3 separate regions of the Sus scrofa genome follow, and all the other regions are linked to region 3. The links are chromatin contacts, called in public Hi-C and HiChIP or PLAC-seq maps. All regions are on one chromosome and are shown on one strand. The core of a region is the stretch at or near the end of the contact, and the rest is flanking DNA. Distances in the headings are between cores, read along the strand shown.

The links. Hi-C and Micro-C count contacts between places; a contact is called where the count stands out from the background. HiChIP or PLAC-seq counts read pairs in DNA pulled down with a chosen protein or histone mark.
Region 1: a contact with region 3 is called in an H3K27ac HiChIP or PLAC-seq map of skeletal muscle. The contact joins the promoter of MOSPD3 here to the promoter of SLC12A9 in region 3. A contact is called at or near these places in 2 of 5 promoter capture datasets (fetal skeletal muscle and liver), 8 of 47 Hi-C or Micro-C datasets (embryonic fibroblasts, epiblast stem cells, heart right ventricle and 3 more) and 2 of 2 datasets of contacts at active chromatin or transcription factors (alveolar macrophages and skeletal muscle).
Region 2: a contact with region 3 is called in a Hi-C map of embryonic fibroblasts, with 2.4 times the contacts expected there. The contact joins the promoter of LRCH4 here to the promoter of SLC12A9 in region 3. A contact is called at or near these places in 2 of 5 promoter capture datasets (fetal skeletal muscle and liver), 11 of 47 Hi-C or Micro-C datasets (alveolar macrophages, embryonic fibroblasts, epiblast stem cells and 5 more) and 1 of 2 datasets of contacts at active chromatin or transcription factors (alveolar macrophages).

What each region holds. Positions count from the first base shown.
Region 1 is chr3:8,530,171-8,534,289 of Sscrofa11.1, forward strand. It overlaps MOSPD3 (motile sperm domain containing 3), which reads left to right and starts at 1,575. Exons shown (of 5, transcript NM_001195356.1): 1 at 1,575-1,834; 2 at 2,056-2,131; 3 at 2,360-2,589; 4 at 3,139-3,303; 5 at 3,425-3,658. The coding sequence starts at 1,630. The coding sequence ends at 3,456.
Region 2 is chr3:8,508,774-8,513,038 of Sscrofa11.1, forward strand. It overlaps LRCH4 (leucine-rich repeat and calponin homology domain-containing protein 4), which reads right to left and starts at 2,569. Exons shown (of 23, transcript XR_002342282.1): 1 at 2,222-2,569. FBXO24 (F-box only protein 24) reads left to right here and starts at 2,653. Exons shown (of 20, transcript XM_021086233.1): 1 at 2,653-4,265.
Region 3 is chr3:8,694,541-8,698,264 of Sscrofa11.1, forward strand. It overlaps SLC12A9 (solute carrier family 12 member 9), which reads left to right and starts at 2,053. Exons shown (of 14, transcript XM_003354477.4): 1 at 2,053-3,410.

The sequences.
Region 1 (4,119 bases), core at 325-2,824, 160 kb before region 3:
GGTGATCAGCATCCCTCCTTCCACCTCATCTCAACGCTGAGTACTGTCTCCCTTAAAACCTCTGTTCCAGCCATACTGGTTCCTTGACCATTTCTATCTAGTACACATTTACTTCCGGCGTTTGCCTTTGCAGTTCCATCTGGAATTCTCTTCCACAGACATGTGTCGTGCTTCCAAACTTCAATCAGACCTCTGCTCAAGCTCATCCTAGTCACTCATTCATTGTTCACTCCACATGTTTTAGGTGCTGAAAATAAAACAAAACAAAGTCCCTACTGTTGTAGAGAGCAAGGTACATTCTACAGGAGCAGCGATAAACTAAAACATGCTATCAAGTAGCTCTATGAGTGCTGTGAAGAAAACAAAAGCGTGACAAAAGGACAGGCAAAGGGAGATTCTACATTTGATAGGGCGCTCAGAGAAGGGTTTCAGATAAGATAACTTTGTTTTGCTCCACTGCTGCTAACCAAAGGTGTGGCCTGGGGCAAGATTCTTCACCTTGTTGAAGCTGTTTCCTCCTCTGCGAAGGGAGTTGAAGATTCGGTGGGATGACGTAAGTAGCAAGGCTGACTCTTAATTCAGCAAGTAGCAAATATAAGTGATTTCCGAGTGAGTTCCGTGCAGGAAGGAATCAGAAGAACCTTGGGCTGAGATCCCAGTCCAACTGGGAGCTACTTCCAACTAGTTCTGTAGCAAACGGTTTTTGTTGCTGCGAAGGCTTCTAGGAGGACCTGGGATAGTAGAGAAAGAGGGCTCTCTCGTGGGAGGTAAATTCTAGTGATTCGGACGGGCTCAGAGTGGGGAGAAGGAACAAAGACCCATTCCCAGCCCCGCCCGGGTCCCCACCCCCGCTTATGCCAGGGTTAGCATTCTAGAGACGCTCGTAAAGTTTTACGTCACTAGGATGAAGCCAATCACCTCTTTACGTGCACCGATGGGCGCACTTACGGCTGAAACCAGGCGGCGCTGGCCAATGACAGAGCCCGTACGGCGGAAGAGTGAAACGGTCTCTCCGGAAGATGGCAGCCCTAGTACAGCCAAAAGCTGATTGGCAGGTGCTGTGACCAGAAGGCGAGCTTCATAGCAAGAGCGGCCATTCGGAGGCGGAAGTCCGAATAAGCGTCGGCTTGAGCTCAGGGAGGGGTCGGAGGCACAAATACAGGTCTCGGGAAAACAGAAGACGGAAAGGACAGCCCCGGAAGAGGCGGCTGCGGCAAGTAGAGTCTTGGGGGGGCAGACTGGGCAAGTGCCCAGGGACGCCCGGAAGGGGCGGGGCATGCTGCAGAGTGGGGCGGGGCTTATGGAGATCAGGAACCCGGACTGAAGACAAGGGCCCCGGCAGGGAGCTGGGAGGGGCAGGGTTTACGAGGTGGGCGTGACCCTCGAGGTAGAGCTTGGGGGCGGGGCCTAAGGGGACCCAAGGCAGAGCTGGAGAGGGGAAGGGTTTGGGGGGGCTGGGCCTGTCTTCTGGGGCCTCATCTAGCGGGATTCCGAGGCGGCGGCAGCATCAGTCCAGGCCCTGCCCTACGGTCTCATCCCGTTCCGTTTCACCCCTCTCGCCCCTCAGCTCTATCCTCCAGGCCCGTCCCCTGAACTCTGCCCTCGGATGTTCCACCGCCCAGAGCTTGCATGCGCCGTGGGGCGCCCCAGGACCAGGAGCTGGTGGGTTCGGGGGCTCCTGGGCGGGGGTCCCGGGGCGCCCCTGCTCCCTCGGGACCTGTTGTCCCGGTCCTCGTCTTTCCCCCGGATCTAGTATTCAGGGCGGACCAGCGGAGCGGCCCCCGGCAGTTGCTGACCCTCTATAACCCCACGGGAGCAGTGCTTCGCTTCCGAGGTGAAGGGGATGGGCGTCTCGCGCTAGGATCTGGGGACTGGCAGAAGAAAATTGGGGAGCTGTATGGATTGAGCAGTCAGATGAGTACGGTCGTATGTCCAGCCTAGGCAGAATGGATGATCGGAGGTGGGGGGGCGGGGTAGGAGGCAAAGGCGCTCCATGGGCGGGGCTTGTACAGGGTCCCTGAAGCAATAATCATTCTCTGTGCTTTCTTCCTCCAGTTCTGTGCACAGCACCTGCCAAATACACAGTGTTTGACGCGGAAGGATATGTGAAGCCTCAATCCTGCATTGACATGTGAGTTGGGAGGGGAGGGGTCGAGAGGCTGATGAAAGCCAGGGGTTGCTGCCAGAATAGTTCTCTGATTTACTGTGCTTTGGCCTTAGGTCCCAGACCTTGTCCTCTTCAATCTGTTTTACCCACCCCTCTGTCTGCGTCCCTAAGGGAAAGTTTCCTGGGAGGGTGGGGCCTGGATCCACTTGGATCACGGCCCCTCAATGGGCCTCTCTCCTTTCTTGAGACCAGTGTGATTCGCCACGTGGCCCCCAATCCCAGCCACTATGACGTCCAGGACCGCTTCCGCATTGAGCTGTCTGAGGAAGGAACAGAGGGCCGAGTGGTGGGGCGCAAGGACATCACCTCAGTTCTGAGGGCCCCAACGTACCCCCCTGAGCTTCAGGGACAGCCTGACCCAACGCCCCACCCAGGGCCCCCTTCCTGGACCGCTCCACCCTCGGCCCAACACTTCCCAGAGAGTGAGTTTGGGGATGGGAATTCTGAGAGTTCTGTAGGGAGGGAGGACCTAGCATGATCTTAGAGATGAGCTCAGTTGGAGGTGAAGAGGCCTCCGGTTCAGTCTTTTGCTTTTTGGTGGAAACCTACCTAGGAGTTGAGATTTTACATCAGGTTGGTTTCTGGCTTCCACTGAGGGGGAAAAAATGTTTCCCTTAGCTCTGACTTCAGTACTTCCCATCATGTATCAGCCAAGTTCAGTTCAATAAGAAGCGTAGGTTGAGCAACTCCTGCCGTCCCAAGTTGTGTATGTGTGGGAGACAGGGGTCTCTGCCCGATAGACCAGTAAGCAGGGCCAGTATTCAAGACAGAGTGAAGAGAGAGGAAGAATGATGAGGGACCAAAGGGGAGAGGGTGTCTTGTGGCTGTGGGGACAGAGGCTCCAGGGAGGAGAGGACACTTCCAGTGTCCAACGAAAAGTAGGTACACCTTCCATCTTCAGCCTCCTCCCTGTAGGACCTTGGGCTGGGCAGGAGTGCGGGCTGGAGCGTCTGACAGGCCTTGTTTCCCAGACCCCCACCCGCAACTGGCCACCAGCTCCTTCCTCCTCTTCTTGCTGATGGGCATCGTCTCGGTGGCCTTCCTGCTGCTCCCGCTCCAGGATGAACTTGGCAGCCAGCTGCCCCCAATCTTGCACGTCTCCCTGGGACAGAAGTTGGTGGCAGCCTACGTCTTGGGTGAGCACAGTGGTGGTGGTAGAGGATGTGGGCCCAGAGAGGGGGAGCCGGGACTGGAAAGGGGGCCTCCAGGGCCCCCGGCTGCATATACGACCTTGCTCTTTTGTTCTCCCCTCTCCAGGCCTCCTGACCATGGTGTTCCTCCGGATCTGAGCTCCCTGCTCCACCTCCACCACCCCCCTCCCCGGGCAGGGACGTGGACGTGGACATGAGACAGCCACTGTGATGCTCATAACCCTGCCGCCACGCCTGCTTCCTTCTTCCTCCCTCCTGCCCATCCCCCCACCCCTACACAGACAAAACCCAGGGATTTGTATTCATTTCCAAGTTGAATAAAATAAATTTGTAAAGTTGAGCTAAGACGTTTAGGGAACAGTCCCCTTTCTTTCCACTTTTTTTCCTCCAGTTCTTCCTACCCACTGGGGACCTGGCACCTGGGGCCGTGAAGAGGCCCAGTGAAGAACTGGGTGCTAGGCCTTGTGCTGCCCCAGAAGAACAGTGTACCTTGAGCAAGTCATTTCATTTCTCTTGAGCTTCAGTTTCTGCTTCTAAAATGAGGGAATTGGGGAGTTCCCACTGTGGCACAATGGGATTGGGACAAAGTTTCCATCCCTGGCCCACCACAGTGGGTTAAGGATCCGGCGTTTAGGTCACAGCTGTGGCTTGCATCAGATCCCCGGCCCAGGAACTCTTTATGCCAAAGGGTGGCATACATGCATAAATTGATTGATTAATTAATTAAGGGAACTGGGAAAGTTGATTCTTAATATTTGCCCTTAGCCCTATCCTAGGGATTAGGTCCTATCCCTAAGGAAC
Region 2 (4,265 bases), core at 1,319-3,818, 190 kb before region 3:
CAGATAGAAGTCCTGTCACAAAAGACAGCTCCCGGGAGGGAGGGCAGAGGGATGAGGTGCAGTCCTCCCACCCCCCTCCACCTGCCCGCTTCCTCCGCATCCACTGAGGTGTGCGCTGCACGTGCCTGTGGATAAAGGGGGTGGAGGGCAAGTTCTGAGGGGGTAAGGTGGGCAAAAGCTAGGGCGGAAGGGAGCGGGCTGGAGGAGGCAGGGCACAGGAGGCACAGGATGTGGTCTGTGAGAGAATGAGCTGCACTTCTCTTTTGTGAGGGCAGCCCTTCCCCCACCTCAGATTCATCCTACTATCAGGGCCCAGGCACGAGTCCAAGGGACATGGGGACCTGCGCCACAGGACGCATGCAAGGAACACGCTGGTTCAGAAAGAGCTGAGAAAGCTGGAAGAGAGGGTTCCAAATGACTCGGGCAGCAGAGCGGTGGAGCCTGTAGTCTGTCAGGGATAAAGGGCGAGGGGATGTGGGGAGTAGGGTATGGGCACCACGGACTGGGTTTCTGCCACTTCCCCTTTCCACCCCAAGCTACAAGCACCCTGCCTGGGGAGCGGGGCCAGAGGAGAGAGTTCTGGGGACCAGAAAGGCCCGCCTGGCCTAGAACCTGGGCCCTGAAAGGCCTGAGGACTCGTGCGTGGAGAGCAGGGCACAGAGGGGTTCCCAGGAAGCTGGGATTTTCCCGCCTCCCTGCACAGGCTGGCTCACAGGAGGGGCGGCTGCACCCTGAGCCGGAATGCTGGGGGAGGAGAGCGGAGGGGGCAGGAGCTGGGAGGGCCTGGAGTTCTGGGTAGTTTTCCCCAGGAGTCCACGCACACAGACAGGGCCCTAAGGAAGTAAAGAATAACATTTGGTCTTTGTCAAAAAACAAGCAAGGGGGAGGGGCAAGGGAACAGACGGCCAGTGTCCCACAGCTGCTGAGGTCAATCTGGAGCTTGGGGGTTAGGCGGCTGGGGGAGACTGGGAGGGTCGGGAATGGCTCCTGGGGCTCACCCGCTCCCTGAACTCACTCGCTGCGGAGTGGGCAAGTTAGTTGACCTAGCAACCCGAGACAAGCCGAGTGGTTTCAACTGGTTCTCTCCAGAATGTTCGCGAGGAAGAGGAGAGCGTGCCAGTGCCTACAGGGTGTTTGCAGGTGATCAGGCACCTGCTGGGGAGAAATGCAGTCCCAGGGCAGGGTCATCCGGGGGACACTCTCATCCAGCTCCCAAGTCCTACCCTGGGCTCGGATGGGGTGGGGCTTTGGGAATGCAGTCCTCCACCCCTCTCTCAATCCCCACCCACCCCAGCTGCCAGCCCAAGGTCAGCGGTGGCCTCCTGAGCAGCTGAGGCCTGACTCACCTGTTACAGTGGCGTCCCCTACACCCTACCGTCAACAGACACCAGGATGGAAGACGCATGATTGTTAAGAGCCTATGGTAGGGGGAGTGGGAAGGACAGCTAGACGGTCTCTAGCTTCCCAGCACTCCCCGCTGGGAGATAAGATTTCCTTCCTTTCAGCAACTGCAAGTCCCCTCCCCTAGGGAAAGCAGAAACTGTACTGGGAATTCTAGGGTCTCTATGAGATCACAGGCTCCACAGTGATCTCACACACGCAAGGAGGAGGAGTTGCAGATAAAGGGATTAGGGATAATGGGAAGAGCTCAGGGAGAAAAGAGTTGGCGGGAGGTGGGAGATTTGCTTTTCTCCCACAGGCTGCCTGGGTGAAGAGCCGGGTCCGAGCAAAGGAAACAGAAACTTGGGGCTATCAGGGGCAAATCCATGGGAAGCCGCAGGGAACCTGGGGCTGCTCCTATCTTGGTGGAACAGGGGAAAGAGTTGGAGGCGAAGTGCAGAAAGAGAAATGAGTCATTAGAGGGGCTCGTGGGAACGATCAGAATTGAGGTTGAAGAGGTCACGCAAATAAGCCAAACTAGGGGAGGGGCGGGACCATTCTACAGGTGCGCAGATACGCAAATAAAGACAAACGGAGGTGGGGGCGCTCTCACAACGCTCGGCCGGGGACCCTGGGCGTTCCGTGCAAACGAGAAAAGTGTTCATTGTCTAGTAGTTCTTAAAATGGGGAAGGGGTGGCAGCTGACTTATGCAAAACAGCAGAATCCAGAACTCGGACCACCAGGTGAGGGAGCCGGCCAGGCTCCCTGGCTCCAGGAAAAACGAGGGGCGGGGCTATGCAAACGAGGGTCCCCGCGGGGCCCTGGGCCGGGTGCACTCACCAGCCTGGGTGATGTCTGACAGGTCGTAGCTGCGGGCCGCGCCCCGGGGGAAGTGCTTCAAACGCCGGTTAGACAGGTTCAGGGTCCCGGTGGCCACGGCCTCCTCTAGAGCCCGCTCTGCACTGCGGCTCCCGGGCAGACCCGGAGATCCTGGGACGGAGGTTGTGGCCGCCGCCTCCTCACCCCCAGCGGCGAGTGAGGCCGCTACCACCGCCGCCATCCGCTCCTGGCGGCTCCCGCTGCCTGACTGACGGGACCGGCCGTCCCTCCTTGCCCCTCCCCCTCCTCGGAGCCGCCGTAGTGGCTTCCAGGGGGAGGAAGCGGGCTCGAGGACCCGGCGGGCCAATCGCTGTCCCGGGACGCGTCGGAAGTGGCTAATCAGAACCCGCCGGGGGGGTGGGGACTCCGGCGCTGGAGTGAGGCGAGACACGGGAGGGGGACTAGAATGGAGCGCTCGCCAACGGCCGACGTTCCAGGCCGGCCCACCCCGCGCAGCCGCATCCAATCACAAATCTTAGGGGTGGAGATGGTCCAATCAGGTCCAGTCAGGAGGCGGGGACGCCGGCGCTCCACTTGAAATGATAGAGGCGGTGAAAAGCAAGGCCGTCTCTTTTTCCAACGAAGACAAATCGCAAGCCATACACAGGCGAGTGACTGTCGAGAAGGCCAATTAGATCCTCCAAAGGGAACCTGACCCGGCCTCTTCTCTGAGGGACGGCTCTATCTACCAATAGCATGGGCGAGAAGGCGGTCCCTTCACTAAGAAGGAGGCGGGTGAGCTAGAACTTTGAGACCGACGTAAAGAATGTGAGCGCTGCGTGTTGGGCAGGCTGGAAGGAGTAGAGGGACTGCAGTAGCGTGTGCGAGCTGGACATGTTAGGGAGCGAGCCTGCTGTGGTGGCAGCAGGCAGATTGTGGGTATAGGGGGAGCTGGAGGCAAGACGATATCTGAGGCCAGTGAACAGGGGGTCGTTGCAACCGCAGGGACCATGAATGTCATATCAGCTGCAGAGGCCGAGGCCCGGAGACAGTCTCCGGAGGCTGGGCGGACAGGCGGCTTCCCAGGGACCGGGGATGCCCAGCTCAACTCCTGGAGGGAGGGTTACGGGAGACCAGGAGATCCTCGAAAATAACCGCCCGATCTGCCCCCTTGCCCAAAGAAGTACGCCTGGGCAAATTGTGATGATCAGACCTGGGGGCTTAGTCTAGAAGGGACCTCATCTAGAAGAGGACCGCCGTTTCACAAACGAGGAAAGTGAGACAGAGGGAAGAGCTGTCAAGAGCAAACAGCAAGTTATCGACAGCTCGTTCTAGAGGCCAGGCTTCCTTCCCCCTGCATCAACTTTTGCAGTGGGCTTTTTTCTGTTCGCATCCTCTTCTTTGTCTCCCGAAGTGAAACTGAGTGGATAAAGGGGACCCAAATACAAGAGGAAGTTACCGATTCTTGCTCCGTCCACGGAGAGTCTTAACATCCTGTTAAGTGGCATAAGAACCCAATATAGTCCATTTAATTGGTTAATAGCTACCTAGCCACAAATAGCTCAAGGTTCTTTCCCATAAGTCACATCTCAGATGCTGACATTCCAGAACATTTATTGAGTTATTAAAATTCCATCCCAGGTGTCCCAAACTAGCTGTTTACTAGGCCCCCTGAATAAGGGAGTTTGATTGGCTGGCTGACAGTCTGTTCACCAGCAGAGTAAACGAATGAGTCTATAGTACTGTGCAGCTGAGGGCTGGTTGTCCAGGCCTGGATTCCTTGGAGTTCCGGGAAGATCCAGATATTCCTTGGTTGGACTGGTGCAGATCCTCTGCCCCCACAGGGACAGACACAGGCCCCACTCCTGCTGTTTCTCATCCGTGTCCCCCACCTGTCCCCTAAGACTAAGTGAACACCTTAGACTCTGGGAGAAATCCTACGCTTTCAGAGTAAACCTGTCCCTTCCTTCCACCTAATAGGCTGCCCTTTCTATGTGCAGTCATGTTATTGTCCCTGGAAAACTGTCCGCCTTTGGATGTGTTTCATGAGGCTGGAAAGCATGAG
Region 3 (3,724 bases), core at 803-3,302:
CGTGAGTGCCTGGCTGTGAGGGTGAGGGGGACTGAAATCAGGAATGATTCAGATTTCAGACTTGGGCAGCTTGGTAGCAGCTGGTGAAACAGGGACCACAGGGGAGGAAGATGAAGGGCATGTTGAGTTTCAGATCCCTGTGTGCCATCCAGGCAGCGGGGCCAGAAGTCAGCTAGCTCTGAGCTCGATGGGTCTGTAGCTCAGAGACAGCTTTTTGGCTGGAGATACAGGTTTGGGAGTTAATGGCTTGTGACTGTGATGGAAACTGCAGGGAATGGGAAACGGGAGTGGGGGGGGCATGGGGGAGGCTGTATAGATTGGGAAGACTGGGGAAAGCTTTAGAACCTCACCTTTTCCCCCCTAAACAAACATCATCAAATTTAAATCGTCATTAAGAACTCTGTTAGGAGTTCCCCCTGTGATGCAACGGGATTGGCAGTGTCTTGGGAGCACTGGGACACCAGGTTCACTCCCCGGCCCAGGCCCAGCACAGTGGGTTAAGGATCCCCTTCGGCTTAGGTCACAACTGTGGATCAGATCTGATCCCTGGCCCAGGAACTCCATGTGCTTCAGGGTGGCCAAGAAAAGGGAAAAAAAAAAAAAAAAAAAAAAAAAAAGAACTTTGTTAGAGGGACAGGATGGGGTGTTATTATGAATCTCAGAGATGAGACAGGCTGGGGAGGTTAAGTGACCCGTCCAAGCACTCAGCTAGCAGCCAGCAGGTGGACCTGACTCCACACTTAGATCAAACGGCCTTCCAGCCCGACCTCCAAGGACCTGGAGGACACCTCGCAGCCTTCTGCTTCTTCCTTTCCCACCCAGGCCAGGCTTAGGGCATTTCCCTCCCTCTGCCTTGGACCCTTACTCCTGTGGAGCCCCTGTTTCCCACCAGCTATTAAACGGGTATGATTTACTCCCTAACATTCACCAGAGCCTTGCCCACCCAGCCCCTGGTCTTGACGCTGGAGACAGAGGAAGGGGTTCTGAGCCCTGATGGAAGAGCAGGGGACTGAAACAGCCAGGACTGGAGACAAGCATCAGTGCAAGCTGATAGGAAGGAGGGCAGGGGAAGGGCAGAGCTGGAAGGGCAGAGCTCAGAGCAGAGGCCAAGGCTATCAGAGGGTAAGGAGGTTTGGAGAAGGGAGGCCTGGGGGCCTGAGCTCAACGGGAGGGCTGCGGGGTAGTGGGAGGAGGGAAAGAGGTAATGGGAGGCTCATTGTCCCAGCAGGGGGAAGTCTTTTGTTTCCTCTCTTCCCTTGGCAGCCTGACAGGATATGAGGCCAAGCCCCCCCCCCATGCCAGGCCCCCCCCCCCACTGGACGGGGCCCTTCCCCTACTATTGTGTCCTTGACAGGGATGGGGGCAGGGGCAACAGCTCTGGGGCAAATATAAGGAGGACCATTCGTGGTTAGAGGCTAGGCTAACAAGGACCTGAAGGGACAAGAAGCCCCTGGGCTGGTTCGTGGAGCTTGGCAGGAGAGCTCTGTGCCTGGGGAGGAGCAGGAAGCCAGGCCAGGGTGGGGCCTGCACCAAGGGCAGCAGGTCGGGCCGGGGGGCGGCAGGCTGGGCCCCAGAGGAGATGACGCAGTGCTTCAGGCCTCTCCCAGCCCCCACCATTCCAGCCTGGGGGCCTGAGAGCTCACCTGAAATCCAGAGTTCCCCCCAACCCCCTCCATTCCCTAAAGTTGACATCACCCCTACCAAGACAGCTGGGATCTGAAAGAGCCCAGCAAACTCTGGTGTCCTGCCTGGGCCCTCCGCATCCATTTTCCTGGACTCCCTCCCTCCTTCCCCGGGATCCAGGAGTCTGGCCTCCTGCTGCGGTCCTCCAGGAACCCTGGAATTTCATCCCTCCCCTTCTCTCCTCCCTCCTGGGTCATTTTGCTCCATCAGCTGTTCCTGCAGGAAGGGCGCCCTGCTCAGCCTCGCCTCTCTTCCCGAGCCTTTTGTTTGCTGGATCTGCAGGAAACTGTAGGGGCGGTGGCCAAGGGCTCATCTGCCCCTGGGGCCTGGGGGAGGGGGGGGTCCGGATTCACGAGACTTAATTCAGGGGAGCTCACGGCGGGGGACGGGGTGCCGAGGAATTAGCATTTAGGGCCTGAACTCGGAGTGGGGCACTCAGGGGCGGGGATTGGACGTCCTGTCTCCGAAGGATGGTCCAGGTGTGTGCTCTGGGATCCTTTAGAACAGAAGGCTGGACAGGCACCCCGAGATGACCTAATCGGTAGATCCGGGAGCCAACACGAGGCGAGAAAAACCCAGATACTGATTCCACAACCTCGTCCTACACGTCTCAGATCCCAGGAATCCCAAGCAGTGGGGAGATGATAGGCAGCTCAACGTTTTAGGATTAGCCAATTCCTTTCTCCTTTGAAAATGGTGGGGAGGACGACCAGCACGTAGTCCTGAATTCGCGCCTTCCCAGTACGCGACCGCAGACCAGGCGGCGGCGCGGACGCTCTAGCGAGCCGGCGCCCTCTCGTTTGCTGCCCTCTTTCTGGGGCACCCTGGGCGCCGCCATCTTCCCTCCTTAGAGGGCGGGGCGGGGCCACAGCAGTCACGTGAGGAGCCAGCCCCAGATCCGCCGAGGCTCCCAGAAGACACGGTGCACGGTTACAAAGGGCCACCGGAATGCCAGGGACTGATGGAAGTACCGGAGCTAGAGCAGCAAAGAAAAGTTCCTGTTTCGTGGAGCTTAACTTTTCTGTTGGGACTAGGCAGTCGATGAACAAGATAAACACTTTAAAGGCATCTATTAGATGTGTTAAGCGCTCTGGTTAAGGAAAAAAAAAATAGGAAAGGGGGATAAGCCCTAGGAAAGTGGGATGGGAAGGAAGGTGTAGTTCACATTTATTTATTTATTTATTTAGCTTTTTAGGGCTGCACTGTGGCATATGGAGGTTCCCAGGCTAGGGGTCCAATTGGAGCTACAGCTGCCGGCCTACACCACAGCCACAGCAATGTGGGATCCAAGCCGCGTGTGCGACCTACACCACAGCTCTCGGCAACGCCGGATCCTTAACCCACTGAGCGAGGCCAGGGATCGAACCTGCAACTTCATGGTTCCTAGTCCGTCCGCTGTGCCACGACAGGAACTTCTGTAGTTCACCTTTAAATGGGACTGGCAGAGATTTCACTAAGAAGGTAATATTTGAGTCCAAAAGACAAAGGAGGCTCCTGTCCTGTGCTGCCACAGCATTCTTGGCAACAGCCCAGAGGTCCTCGTGGGGCAAGATCAGGGATGAGGAGAGGTGAGGGCAGGATACGGGTCAGGTAGGGCTTCATGGGGCGATTGCCCATATAATATATAGACCACTCTGGGTCACTTCTGAGCAAAGGAAATGCTATTAATGCTTAGGCCATGGCAAAGGTGTAAACTGTGGCAGTTGGACGGTAGTCTGAAACAAGAGGTAAGTGTGGTTAACTTACTTGTAAGTGCCCTTGCGGAGTTCTCTTGTGGTGCAGTGGATTAAGGATCCGGTGTTGTCACTTCAGCAGCTTGAGTGGCTGCTGTGGTGCAGGTTCCATCCCTGCCCTGGTATCTTTTGCATTTGGTGGGTGCAGCTAAAAAAAGGGTGGGGAGTTTGGCTTTTACTCTGAGGAAAATGGGAAACCACTAGACAGCTTTTTTCTTTTTCTGCTACACCCAAGGTGTATGGAATTTCCCCAGGCAGGGATCGAATCCTAACCACAGCTTCTGTGATCTACACCACAGCTGTGGCAA